2 separate regions of the Mus musculus genome follow, and region 1 is linked to region 2. The links are chromatin contacts, called in public Hi-C maps. All regions are on one chromosome and are shown on one strand. Each heading gives the region's core, a stretch centred on a gene start, on an enhancer-like site or on the middle of the called end of the contact. The rest is flanking DNA. Distances are from core to core; before and after follow the strand shown.

The links. Hi-C and Micro-C count contacts between places; a contact is called where the count stands out from the background.
Region 1: a contact with region 2 is called in a Hi-C map of liver, with 1.9 times the contacts expected there. The contact joins the enhancer-like site here to the promoter of 1100001I12Rik in region 2. A contact is called at or near these places in 1 of 15 datasets of contacts at CTCF or cohesin (the NIH/3T3 cell line), 3 of 484 Hi-C or Micro-C datasets (bone marrow-derived macrophages and liver), 1 of 115 datasets of contacts at active chromatin or transcription factors (embryonic stem cells) and 3 of 9 other capture datasets (adipose tissue, liver and pancreatic islet).

The regions. Positions count from the first base shown.
Region 1 is chr15:38,677,271-38,684,160 of GRCm38.p6, forward strand. Atp6v1c1 (ATPase, H+ transporting, lysosomal V1 subunit C1) reads left to right here. Exons shown (of 13, transcript NM_025494.3): 5 at 249-343; 6 at 2,050-2,141; 7 at 3,797-3,895; 8 at 5,671-5,739. Among named protein-coding and RNA genes, the nearest start is that of Atp6v1c1, 19 kb to the left of the region's middle. Within about 2 kb of position 5,486, at least 21 of the 459 cell types and tissues checked have an H3K27ac peak or open chromatin away from gene starts, as enhancers often do. A contact at or near this core is called in adipose tissue and liver, where this site is marked.
Region 2 is chr15:38,644,786-38,652,294 of GRCm38.p6, forward strand. 1100001I12Rik (a long non-coding RNA gene) reads right to left here and starts at 2,896. Exons shown (of 2, transcript XR_383959.1): 1 at 2,859-2,896.

The DNA of each region.
Region 1 (6,890 bases), core at 4,236-6,735, 35 kb after region 2:
ATATCTTTGCCTGTGTTAAAAGCAAGCAAACTCTCAGGCATAGTGAGGCATGCCTTTAATCTCAATGTTCAGGAGGTAGACACAGATGGATCTCTAAGTTAAAGGCCAGCCTTGTTTATAGAGTGAGTTCTAAATCAGCAGAGGCTACTCAGAGAAACTGTGTCTTGAAAGAATCTAAACAAACAAACAAAACCCACAAGAAAATGCTGCTACTTCTCTTCAGTAATTAATTTATTGTCTTATTTCAGTTGACTTGGTTACTTACATAACAAGGTTCCAGTGGGATATGGCTAAATATCCAATCAAGCAGTCTCTGAAAAATATTTCTGAAATAATTGCCAAGGTAAGACACGAAATGAGGCAGATGGGCACACTGATTTATAGAAGATTTGTTTAAATTATGTATGTGCATGGATATGTGTCATATATATGTGTGTGTATACATATATACATACATGTTGTGGGAAATATTAAAAAATTGGCACCATCCCACGCTATTCCCTGCTACTCGCTGCCCACTGTCTCGCTGCCTCTAGGCTTGCCACATGCAGCGACCCATCACGGTTCTCTTTCTGTAGATTCTGCTCCCATTCCCAGCCATCCACCCCTGTGGTTAGTGGTCCCAAATCCCAGTAGCCTGGTAAAACCAAAACTCTAGAAACTTACAAGTAATCAGCCAGATTTATATATCAGTAGATTCTCAAGTCGCAAGATGCCCATACAATAATTTCAGAGCCAATTGATAATGATACAAGTTGCCCACCTAGATTAGACAAGCTATCCCAATTATTCTATCCTTTGTGATATTCATAGCTACCTGGGGCTATTTAAAGCACATGGAATCTGGATCATCTTCCACTTGTTCCATCTTCCTTCCTTCTCCTGTCTCTGTCTCTAAAACTCTTAGCTCCGTCTCCCATTTCTCTGTCCAGTCACATGCTTCTTGTATTAATATTTAAATTGATTGGACAGGGAAAATTCTGCTACACTACATACACATACACACACATACACACACACACACACACACACAGAGAGAGAGGGAGGGAGGGAAGGAGGGAGAGAGAGAGAGAGGGGGAGAGAGAGGGAGAGAGAGAGAGAGAGCGCCATGAAATACTTTTTAGGTTTTTCCTTTTTTAAACTTTTTTCGATGTTTATTGTACGTGCATTGGTGTGTTTTGCTTGCACCTGTGTGAGGGTGTCAGAACCCCTTACACTGGAGGCAAAGGCAGGTGGGAGCTGTCATTTGGGTGCTAGGAATTAAACTGGGGTCCTCTAGAGGAGCAGCCAGCCAGTGCTCTTAGTTTTTGGGCCATCACTCCAGCCCCTTTGTTTTGTCTTTTGAGACAGGGTCTCTCTAGTAGTCCTGACTGTCATTGAACTCAGGTTCTCCTACCTCTGCCGCCTGAGTGCTGGGATTAAAGGTGTGTGCCGTCATGTCTAGCCTTAGAAGATTTTTGTTTAGTAATCTTCCACCTAGTGGGCTGGGTCACTTGATTTAGGAAGTAATGTGGCAATAGCAAGTAAATGAACTACGTGGACTAATGTAGTACAAAAGATTCATAGGAGCCGGGCGTGGTGGCGCATGCCTTTAATCCCATCACTTAGGAGGTAGAGTCAGGCGGATTTCTGAGTTCGAGGCCAGCCTGGTCTACAGAGTGAGTTCCAGGACAGCCAGAGCTATACAGAGAAACCCTGTCTCAAAAAAAAAAAAAAAAAAAAAAAAAAAAAGAAAAAAAGATTCATAGGAAATTTGTTAATAATGAAGTTTTGTTTTTGTTTTGCGTTAGTTTGTTTTTTGAGACAGGGTTTCTCCGTAAAGCCCTGGCTGTCCTGGAACTCACTCTGTAGACCAGACAGTCCTAGAATTCACAGAAATCAAACTGCCTTTGCCTCTCAAGTGGGGTTAAAGGCAGTGAAGTTGATTATTTTTTAAATGTCCTTTTAAAGTTTTAATGAAATCATATATTTTTATGCCAGAAAATATTTAAATTATATTGGTAGAGGCAAACCTAGAAATAACTTGCCCGTTTTTCTTCTCTTTTGAAGGGAGTGACTCAGATCGATAATGACCTAAAGTCTCGGGCGTCTGCATACAATAACCTGAAAGGGAATCTTCAGAATTTAGAGCGAAAGAACGCGTAAGTCTTTGTGGATGCTAAATGTGTGTGTGTGGTGCATGCATGCATGTTGTGCGGGACACCATTAGGGTTTAGAAAGTTCTAGTTTGTGCTGTTTCTGTAATCAGAATGATTTGTGGGGAGCTGGATAGATGGCTCAGCAGTTAGAGTGTTGGCTGCTCTTGCAGGGGGCCCGAGTTGGCTCCCAGCACTCGCGTGTAGCTGACACTTGTCTGTAACTTCATATCTAGGTGATCCGGATTTCTTCTTCTAACCTCTGCAGGCTCCCGCATGTGTGCCATACGTACACTTCTTTACGTGTACACACATGGAAAATACTTCTTATGATTTCTAAAGTATTTCATAGAGAAAGTTCAGTAATTTTACAGAATTTGAACAATGAGAAGAAATCAGTGTTTGCTGGTTTATTAAACTGTTTATAAATTGACTTGTCACGTGAGCTATGGTTTAGTTCCTTTAATGCATTTGATGTTTTACTGAAATTTGTGTAAAGTTAATTATTTTATCAATTTATTTATTACATAGCAATCACTTGCTGGTTCAAAGTTTTTTTTTTATGTAATTGTGCTATAATGATTATTTTCTACTTTCTCTGTTTCTAGGTTTAGATTTTTTAAAGTATTAACTTGGAATCTTATTTGGTTGATCTTACAGTATTATTGCAAGTGTAGTTTTAGGCTGTTTTGTTATTGGTAGTTTCCTTGTGCGTGCGTGTGTGCGTGTGTGCGTGTGTGTGTGTGTGTGTGTGTGTGTGTATGTATGTATGTGGTGTATTTGAGAGAATTGCACATGAGTCTGTGTGTGTACATGCGGAGAACAGGGGAGTCATCAGATTCCCTCCTGGTGTTAGCCACTTCTTTGGGTTATAGGTGTGCATAGCTTGTTACATGGATGCTGGTATCTGAACTCAGGTCTGCATGGTTGTGTAGCAAGTGCTCTTAACCACTGAGCCATCTTTCTAGCCGCCAAGTGTAGTTTTAAGTACATAGCTGTTCAAAGTTGTATCATCATCCAAGGAGAAAGCTGGATGGAGATGGTCTGTGGTACAAACAGGACAGGCATTTTCGTTATGGAAGACCAAATAGTATCACATTATATCTGGGGAAAGAGAGAAAGCAGAGGTTGTGCTTAGATGACATAATTTCATAATTACAGTGAAATAGACTCTGGTATCTGGTAACTCGTACTGTCCCAGCCAGGATATGTAATTAAGAGAAGAACCGAGCTATGGTAATTAAAATAAGCACAGAGTTGGACATTGATGTCAAACTTTGACAGGCATTGGCACTTCTTGGGTTGCAGGGATAGGATACATCTGGCTAACTATTGACTTCTTATATACATTTTTTTTTTAATTAAAAGTTTTTATTTTCTGTGTATTATTGTATGTATGTGGACCAAGTGCATGCCTAGGGCTCTTTCTTGGAGGTCAGAAGAAGGTGTCAGATACCTGGTAGCTGAGCCACCATGTGGGTGTTGGGAATTGAGTCGCCAGCTCTCCAGCCCCTAACTGTTGACTTCTTATGGAGCAAAACTGTTTCCTAAGACTGATGCCTCTGAGGTGCATTTACCACGAGATCACCCTGCCCTTCTTTCCTTGGGTTACAGAAGCATTTGGACATGTACTCACCAGTGATTCTCTTCTTACTCTTCAGGGGAAGTTTGCTAACGCGAAGCCTGGCGGAAATCGTGAAGAAAGATGACTTTGTTCTTGATTCGGAGTATCTTGTCACATTGCTGGTGGTAGTTCCCAAGTATGTCTGTTTCAAGAGTCCATAGTGGCACTCACCTTTAATGCCAGCACTGGGGAGGCAGAGGCAGGTGGATGTCTGTGAGTTCGAGGCCAGCCTGGTCTACAGAGTGAGTGCCAGGACAGCCAGGGCTACACAGAGAAAACCCTGTCTCGGAAAAAAAACAACAGAAAGACCCCAGAAAGTGAAGAATGTGTTTTTTCCCTATAAAGGGCTGGGCAGTCTTTTTGGCTTTGCCACTCTTAACAACTGCTGTGCTTTACCGTGGCAATTGGTTGTTAGAGCTGAAGCAGCCGCAGAGTCTGTGAACAGGCGAAGTAAAAGCACTGTGCTTACTAACACAAATGCACATAGTTTGCTCACCTTTGGATCTAATAACCCTTTGAGGTCTCCCTTTGACTTCTGTATGAATGTTTGCTCAATGTGTAGTTTTGGAGAATCTAAAGAGTAGAAAGTAAAGAGTAGAACTGAGTGGGTGGCTTGCACAGTGTGGCATACACCTTTAATCCCAGCAGTGGGCAGGCTGAGGCAGACAGATCTCTGTGAGCTGAGGCTAGCCTAGGCTGCACAAGAGATTCCAGGCCAGCCAGATACATGGTAAGGCCCTGTTTCAAAAGAAGGGCGTAAAAGCCTGTGTTGGAGAGACACGTTCAGTGGCCTCAGGTCCTGCACTGCTGACATCTCTGGGGATTCTAAGCTGAGACAGGCTGCATTGTTTTTTTAGAATATCACTGCATGAAGCCTACCTTCTTTGTTCTGTATTTTATCTGGTTAGGGAATTGGGAATAAAAGAGAAACACTGGCTCCTGGAGGAGGATGGAGAGGAATAGTAAGGGAATCAGTTTCCCTAATGGTACCTGACTGGAGCATTTCTCCTCAGAGTGTAGGCTTTTGGATTTTTCTGGTTTTTTTTTTCTTTAGGGCTGTCCTTGAACTGGCACTATGGTCTGACTGGCTTGGGGCTTGCCCTGCTCCTGCCTTCACTTCCCAAGTACTGGAGTCACAGGCACACATACATCACTGTGCCCAGGGTGCAAAGCTTTGCTCCATGCTTTTCTTGCACAGTTGTTCCCAGAACATTGGAACATGATATTTATTTTAAAATCCTATTTATATTTGCCCATATTTTTCTTACTTGGCTTTATTTTAAAATTGTGTTGAGAAAATTTCAGCTTTTTGTACCATAAGATGTAAACAAGAGCCCCTGTAGATCACTTTACATAGTCAGCTACCTGTGTCTACCAACCTTTACTGTAAATCACACATACTTATCTCTCCACACCCCCAAAGCCAGTGGCCTTTCCAGAAAGCTGTTGCACAGTGTTCTGAGGCAGTCTCCTTTATTGTTACTGTGTCCTCGCTACTTCCTGAGGTACGCCCTGCTTTCTGTAAAATAGGGTTTTAGTTAGCCTTTTGTAATGGCCACCAAATGGTAGTAATTTCCCATGGCCTCTTCTGTTTTTTTAAATGAGGTATAAATTAATGTTTTCCAGCCATGCAGTTTAAAAATAATGTAGAATCTGTACTGTGCTTTGCCACGTTAACAAGCCAAGCTGTGCCTCTGTCGCAACAGTCCCTGGCTGTGCGGGAGGCAGTCCAGACTTCTTGCTTCATTCCGTGTTTGTGAGGCGCCCTCAGTAGGAGACTGATGTTTTGCTACACATATGATGTGCTTTATTGGAGCCACATTTCCCATGTGTCCCATGTTTTCTCTTCCTGGACATGGCAGAAATGGGACTTGTCTGTCCTTCCTGATGTTTACTGTGTCCTTTCTGCAGGCTGAACCACAATGACTGGATTAAGCAGTATGAAACGCTCGCAGAAATGGTAGTACCAAGGTCAAGCAAGTAAGTAGCCATCTTGCAACAGTGCTTTGTTTCCTACAAGTCTTCCAACAGCTTGTGGGATTAGGAAATCTCTTTGTGGTCTGTGTTTCCTTTGCAGTAAATCTGTAATTTTAGAGCCCTTGTTTTTACTTCATAAATTGTCAACTCTAGTTATCACCATTTCATATCTAGAAGGGAGTGGCATACCTGGCTTGACCCCTCATTTTCATAGATGGAGGTGTGAGGACTATAAGGTGAGGCCAGAGCCACACTTACCGGGAAGATGATGCCAGGGCCAGAGCCAGGGCCAGGGCCAGGGCCAGCCATGGGTTTAAGGAGCTTGGCCAGGGCCAGCTATGGGGCTTCTGCTACATCTTGTTGCCTCCTTGAAGCTTCCATCCGCTGTTGCTGTGTCTCCTCTAGGAACTAAGTCTTCATTTACCTAGCAAAGGAGTCATATCAGGTAGCTCCTGGAATGTGTGAACCTTCAAATTTTGTTTGAGTAGATGATGGGGCCAGATCTGTATAGTCTTTAAAAAGCCACAGAATGCTTGCCTTTTTAGTAAGCATTTTGAGTTATGAGTTTAATGTGCATTGTCTATTTATTAGTTACAGCAGTGCTGTGAGGCACTTTAGCCAGCTAATTTCTACATAGGATAGGAGGCTGTGTTTAGGTGGTCTAAAGCATATGGTTTCCAAGTGCCCAATGGCAAGGCAAGGCAGGGTTGACAATGGTTTTGTAGCTTGTGACCTATATCACCAGTCTGTGGCCAGTTATTGCTGCATGACATGCCTTGTTAAAGAGAAGGTATCAAAGACAGTGAGAAAGTGAACTTCGTAAGCTCAGGCCAGAAGTACTTTCTTTTCCAGCTCATTGTGCCATACAGGAGTTAGTTTGGTATAATGGAAAATCATGGACCCTATTGATGGTTCTTCTTCTAGCTTGCCTGGGTATGTCTTTGAACTTTTGGGTCCCACTGTCTTTTCTCAAATGTCAAAGAAGTTAGGAAGTTAGTTTAAGACGTGATAGAGTATATAAAACATAAGGTATCGTTGACATTTGACAAGTATTGAGAAATAAGTCACAAATCTGAGCTCATTGTGATTTTCCCCCTGTATTTGGAGTAATACCCTTTATTAAAGCCAACTCTTCACATGGCAAACTGAAGACA
Region 2 (7,509 bases), core at 1,646-4,145:
TTGCATGAAAATGGCCCCCATGGACTCATAGGGCGTGGGACTGTTTAAAAGGATCAAGAGGTGTGGCCTTGTTGGAGTAGGTGTGCTCTTGTTGGAGGAGCTGGCTTTGAGATTTAAGAAGCCCAAGCTAGGCCCAGAGGCTCTCTATCTCTTTCTGCCATTTTCAGTTCCAGATACAGAACTCTCATCTAACTCTCCAGCACCATATCTGTCTGCCTGAAGCCATGAAGTCATGTTTCCTGCCGTGATTATAATGGACTAAACCTCTGAAACTGTAAGCAAGCCCCAATGATATGTGCCCCTTTGGAAGAGTTGCTGTTGTCATAGTATGTCTTCACAACAATAGAACACTGACTAAGCCACTTTACCTATGTGCATAAGGGAGCCCCGAGTATCTGGGGAGTTCCCTGGTCCTCCCCATTTCAACAATCTTTTTTTTTTTTTTTTTCCTTCAGTTTTTCGAGACAGGGTTTCTCTGTGTAGCCCTGGCTGTCCTGGAACTCACTCTGTAGGCCAGGCTGGCCTCGAACTCAGAAATCTTTCTGCCTCTGCCTCCCAAGTGCTGGAATTAAAGGTGTGCACCACCACGCCCAGCCCATTTCAACAATCTTGCTGACTGAGAGAGCCAGCCATGGTGGCATATGCCATAATCCCAACATCTAGAACTCTGGAAATGGAGGATTAGGTGTTTAACGTGATTCTTAACTACACAGTAAGTTTAAAACCAGGCTGGCCTGTATGAGACCCTGTCACAGATATAGAGATGTAAGTAATTGCATTTTTTACCTCCTAGGAGGCAACTCTGAAGTAAGACCTACTTTGTCCCCAAGTCACCTCACTTGTTCCTTTTCCTGTACCTTTAACTTCCTTTGACTTCCACTCACATATCTCCCTTGCCCTCACTAAACAAATGAATAACATAAACCAGAACAAAATCCTCTAAGAAAAGAAGTTTTCACTTTAATCCCTTCCCAACAGGCAAAGTGGGAGGTAACTGCCAGAGCCTGAGAACTGTTTGTGGGCAGGGGTACTCAGTTGGTAGACCACTTGCCTGTCATGCATAAGGCCCTGGGTTTCCATCAACTGTATGATGGTACCATTTGTAACGACTTAGAAGGCGAAGGAGAATTAAGAGTTCAAGATCGCCAGGCAGTGGTGGCTCACACCTTTAATTCTAGCACTTGGGAGGCAGAGGCAGGCAGATTTCTGAGTTTGAGGACAACCTGGTCTACAGAGTGAGTTCCAGGATACCCAAGGCTACACAGAGAAACCCTGTCTCAAAAAAAAAAAAAAAAAAAAAAAAAAAAAAAGAGTTCAAAGATCATCCTCAAGGAGTCTGAGGCCATCCTGGGGTGCATCAGCCCCCTCCCCCCCCCCGCCCCCATGTTTAACTAGGAAAGAAACAGACTCCTTGTACTGGAAGGGCCTGCTCTGGCCAGTATAATACAATGCTTACACTTCTTCAAAATAATTAAGCCATTGATTTTCAGGGTAAGAATTCCTAACCTGGAGCCCAGAGACCTTTATGTTAAAAGATCTGAGAACATGGATACATGGATGCAGGGGGAAATTATATCTTTATTTTCATTATTCCTGAACGAAACGTATTCATTCATTCACTCAAGACAGAATGTCAATATGTAGTCTATGGTGGCCTTGAAATTGTGATCTCTTTACATATAGTGACTCAGTCTGGGATTACAGGCCTCTGTCACTATGATACCAAGAAAATCAAGGTCCCTCCTAGAATTCTTAGGGCTGTGGCTAGAGAGATGGCTCAGTGGTTAAAGCATTTGATGCTGTAACTCTTTTTTTTTTTTTTTTTCGAGACAGGGTTTCTCTGTGTAGCCCTGGCTGTCCTGGAACTCACTCTGTAGACCAGGCTGGCCTCGAACTCAGAAATTCTCCTGCCTCTGCCTCCCAAGTGCTGGGTTTAAAGGCATGTGCCACCACCGCCTGTCATTTGATGCTTTATCAGAAGACCCGGCACGGGCTTATGGCAGGCAGCTCACATGTGATACACACACACACACACACACACACACACACACACACACACACAAGCAAATGTAGATAGATAGATAGATAGATAGATAGATAGATAGATAGATAGATAGATAGATAGATATGTGTTGCCACCGACCACCCCAGTCGGGTATGGGGGTCCCTGGAATGAGGGTCCTTGAAGCTAGGTGGGTAAGGATTAGGCAGTGACAAACAGAACCAAACACAGAGGCAGTTTGAATCTGAGTGTGTTTTGTAGCTCTCAAGCAGGGGATTTTATACATTAAAAAACCCAAACATTACATCTCTTAGAAACTATATCCAGTGGAACAATCACAAATACCAACAAACATCATTTGGCACAGTGAAGCACAAAAATCATCCAAGCATTACAACTCTGAAACTATGTATTCAGTGAATCACAAACAGAACAGGTAACATCATTATAAATCATCAAAATAGAACAATTCTAAAAGGATGTATTCAGTGGGGGCTGTCGTCCAAGGCTAGTGGCATATTTCCAGGAGCAGGTTAATAAATCTTTAACGGTCAGTGCTCTTAACCGCTGAACTAACTTTCCAGCTCCATGGTCAATTATTATTTAACATCTAGTGCCTGAGTTTTTTATAAATCTTCAATATATAAATTTAAACTATTTTAATTCTTTCTCATTAAGGCTTTCTTTACTATATACCGAAATCTACCTCAGATGACACACGTGTAGTCATATGAAATTTTATTGTTGGGAAAGTTTTTATCATAATAGTTTTGTAAATGATTTAGAAAGTAAAAGCATTGGTTTCCCTGGGGATAAGGTCATGTTAGTGGCCCCATCTCTAGGGATGGTTTCTTACCCATTATTCTCGTTTAAGATCTTGTCCTAGGCTACCAGGAACATGTAAATAAGAAAAGGAATCAGAGAAAACAAAAAAAGATAGATTGCCATGAGAACTACAGCTCAATATTTTTTCTCCATCGAAGAGTTCCACAACCGGTTCCAGGAGGCCTCCCCTTTTGAGGTCAACTGCCTCAGTCTGTGGAACTCGTCACACAGATCCTACTGGAGGTGGTGTGGCAATGTGTGTGTATTTAAATATGTACATTTTTTTAAAGAATGGACTTAAACTAGGAATGGTAGCTCAAACTTTTAATCCCATCAATCAGGAGATAGAGGCAGGCAGGTCTCTGTTATAGGCCAGCCTGGTTCTCTTAGTGAGTTACAGGCCAGGGCTACATAGTAAAACCCTGTTTTAAAACAAACAAACAAATAAACAAACAAATGGATTCAAACAGAAGCTCAAGGACAATTTGAATTTTCAAGGAAAGGCCCAGGGCAGGTAAATCTTAGTTGCTGGAAGGGGATAGATAGATAGATGATACATAGATGATAGATAGATAGATAGATAGATAGATAGATAGATAGATAGATAGATGATAGATAGATGTTAGATAGATAGATAGATAGATAGATAGATAGATAGATAGATAGATAGATAGATAACAACACACACACACAGAGAGAGAGAGAGAGAGAGAGAGAGAGAGAGAGAGAGAGAGAGGGAGAGAGAATAGAGAAACAGAATAGCCTTGCCATTTGAGTTAGGCAACATGGAAGCCAGCCACTGCACAGACAAACAGCCATAAGGTAAGGAGGGAAGCTTTACAGGAAGAGTGAAAAGGCCTGAAGTACCAGGAAAAGCAGACTTCTCCAGGAAAAGCAGACTTCTTCTGGTCAAGGTCAAAAAGAAAACAGAAGAGAGGAAAAAGGAAAACTTACTTACCCCTTCCCGAACCAACCAGACCAACTCTTTTGTTTTGTTTTTTGAAACAGGGTTTCTCTGTATAGCCCTAGCTGTCCTGGAACTCATTCAGTAGACTAGGCCAGCCTCAAACTCACAGAGTTCCACCTGTATCTCCTTCCCACATTCTGGGACTAAAGATGTGCACCACCATAGGCTAAAATTTATTTATCTGGGACCCCGCATACCCTAGGGATAGTCTTAGGCAAATTGACGTTTTTCTGCCCACCTCCTCTTAACTCTTTGTTTTTTTAAATATTTTTTTATTACGTATTTTCCTCAATTACATTTCCAATGCTCTCCCAAAAGTCCCCCATACCCTCCCCCCCCCAAATCCCCTATCCTCTTAACTCTTAAGGGCAGAAACTATGCCAGAAGTAGATCCTGTTCTTTTGGCTAGGAGACAACAGCTTTCCATTGGTGGGGTTTTCATGCTACTATAGCACCCATGCCTAGCATGAACTTGAAATTTTAATTATAACTATAGTCAACAAAACTGACTTGTTCCTAGGACTTTGAAGCCAGACATGGTGGTGCACACCTGTAATTCTTGACACTGTGAAAATAGGAGATTGACCTGTTCAAGACCATCTTCATTTACATAAGACAAAACAAACCTTCCTGTGACCTTGTCACCAGTAGAAATCACAGGTGCTTTTATATATTACTGTTGCAATGAATATTTAAGAATATTTATAGTCACCATATTTGGAAACTAAGAAAACCAGAGGTAGCACATACTTTCAGCACTCACACTCAGGAGATGGAGGAAGAAAAAGGAGAAAGTCAAGGCTATCTTCTTATATTTGAGGGGGCACAACAAAGAAACTGCCAACATGAGCACTCTATGATATGGTTAAGGTTTTTAGTGTAGATGAGAGGGAGAGGGAGAGGGAGAGGGAGAGGGAGAGGGAGAGGGAGAGGGAGAGGGAGAGGGAGAGGGAGAGGGGAGGAGAGGGAGAGGGGGAGGGGGAGGCAGAGGGAGAGGCAGAGGAAGAGGCAGAGGGAGAGGGAGAGAGAGAGGGAGAGAGATCTGGAAGAGTCCAGAGGAAAGAAAGAAGCAGACTGCACATGGCCAGCAGACTGCATATGCCCAGAGCTTTCTGTGATGGGAGAAAGAATAACAGAGCAAGGGAGAGCTTTATAAAGAGAGCAAGCAGTATTCAGAGGAGGGAAGCCTGGAGAGATGAGACGCCAGCATGTTAGCATGGAGCTCTGAGATGTATAACAGGTATTTGTGCTATTGATGTTGTAGGTGTCCACCAGAGAAGACTGCTCAGACATGGGTTTAAGCCACCAGAAAGTCTTTATTAGCCAGCCATTGACTACATTGAGGGTTCCAGATCCCTATATACCACTGAGCCTTTCTCAGGGTGAGCTTTTTAAAAAAATATTATTTATTATTTTATGTATATGGCTACATTCTTCCTATCTTCACTTCAGAAACACCAAGAGAGGGCATCTGATCCCATTACAGATGGTTGTGAGCCACTATGTGGTGGCTGGGACTTGAACTCAGGACCTCTGGAAAGACAGTTGGTGCTCTTAACTGTTGAACCCCTCAGGGTGAGTTTTTAAGGACACAAAACACATTCTGGGTTGACACACTTCAGTTAACAAGAAGAGTTAGCCAGAAGCAGAACTATAGAAGTTAAAAAAAAAATGTTAGTACATCTAGAGCCTTTCCCGGAACTATGTGTTTGGTGGATTAGGTCTTTGTCTTCATTTTTGATAGGTGGTGCTATTTACGTGCTGAGAACTTTGGCCTGAATGGCACCCCCATCATGGAGTCAGTTTTGCTAAGATCTGGGGCCTACTAGGGTCTGTGGCCCTGTTGCTCTGAGGCCCTGGAGACCACATGTGCTTGGATATGCCACCACATGTAGCCATATGTTTATTTCGCTGGTGGTAAAGGAAATGATTCCTTTTGGAAGGGAGGAACCAGTTTCACAAGTTCCTGAGAAGTGCTGGCGTTGCTCTAACTGCCAGATGCCGTATAGTCTAGCTTGAGCTCATTTCTGGATATTTGGGCAGCCTGAGGACTAACACTTCTGCTTTAGAACAAATCCAAGTCTGCTTGGCATATGTAAGAATTTACCTGAAAGAGAAAAAAGAAAAGAGAAGAAAAAGGCAGGGGACTACTACCAAGATATATCAGAGGAACAAGCAACACCCCACTTTCAGGCTACCCCTAGGTGCCTTTTCTTTGTTTGTGGCTGGCTCTCACTGTTACCCAAGATGGCCTTTGACCCTGTAAGCCTTCCTGCTTTAGGCTCCTACGTGTTGAGATTACATATGTGCCCATCTCCAAGTCTGGTGATGTGTTTGTAACCAGCATTGCAGCTGATTTCAGGGTGAAGCTTAAGGAGGGATCTTGTCTAGGGAGGTTGGGTGTTAGCTTACAACTACCCCTGCCTCGTCATCTCATCATCCCTGCCTCATCACTCCATCACCCCTTCCTAGTTCCTCATTTTTCATTAAACAAAAAGGGAGGAATGTTAAGTTACAAGCTATTCCACTAGGCTCCTCTCAGGGACCTAGCAATGGCTTATGTCATCATCTGTGGGGGCCACCAGATGCACCAGGTATGGGCTTTGTATAAAAGGAACCCCCCCCCCCCACCATCACTCCAGCAAAGCATGCTCTGTCTCTGTTGCCACGTGTTCCTGGTAGTCTCTCTCTCTTCCCCATTTCTGTCTTTATCTGCCCCCTACTTCTCTACCTTCACAGCTCTGCTTCTGTCTGTCTGTCTGTCTGTCTGTCTGTCTGTCTGTCTGCCTCTACCCCTTCTCCAGATCCTTACTCCTCTCCTTTTCCCAATAAATACCTTTTATACCAGATCTGTTGAGTGGCATTTACCAAGGTGTGCACTACTCAGGGCCATACCTTGGCATGGGCCCGCCAGGGACCCTGATAGGTTATTTTTTCACCACTGCCAATGAGCCAATTAAAACCAGATTAGATTATATTAAGGCAAGTTTATGCCTCTCTCTCTCTCTCCCAAGAACTGAGGCCAGGAAAGTCACCATGGGGAAAGGGGAACCTGTACACAGAGAGGGAAGCGGGGTTGGGGGAGCAAAAATGTCTGGATTATTTGGGGAAGAGCCTCTGGGGAAAGGGCAGCCCAGCAGCTGAGCTGGAAAGTTCATGGTTGAGGGCAGATATACCAGGTAGTGACTGAGAGATACTGGGAGAACCGGGAGGCCAGGTCTGCTTTGATATGTAAACTATGCACCTCAATTCCTAGTCCTGGGTCTGAAATCAAACAACCTCCTGACCACATTATATCTCATAACATAACATTAGGAGTAGAGGAACATGCATGCTCATGTGTACCTGGCTTCCCTAGACAGGGTAGAGGAACATGCATGCTCATGTGTGCCTGGCTTCCATAGACAGGACCCTTTCAGGTTACCATCCAGGGCAGATGCACCTCCCATAGTCAGCATTTCAGTTCCTGTCCTTCAGGTAATATGGGACCCCATGTTTTTCAAAGCTCCATATTTGGGGCTTTCCATGAACTATATGAATCTTTTTAAAGTGGGTTTCTGAAAGGACTGGTATTGGTCCAGGACCTCCAAGACCAAATTCTCAGCACAAAGATGTATTTGCCCCAGAGGGACAGGAATAAGAGACAAAGCAGGAGATGGGGAAGGGAGAAGAGGAAGGGAAGGGAAGGGGGAGGGGTGATGGGGGAGGGGTGGAG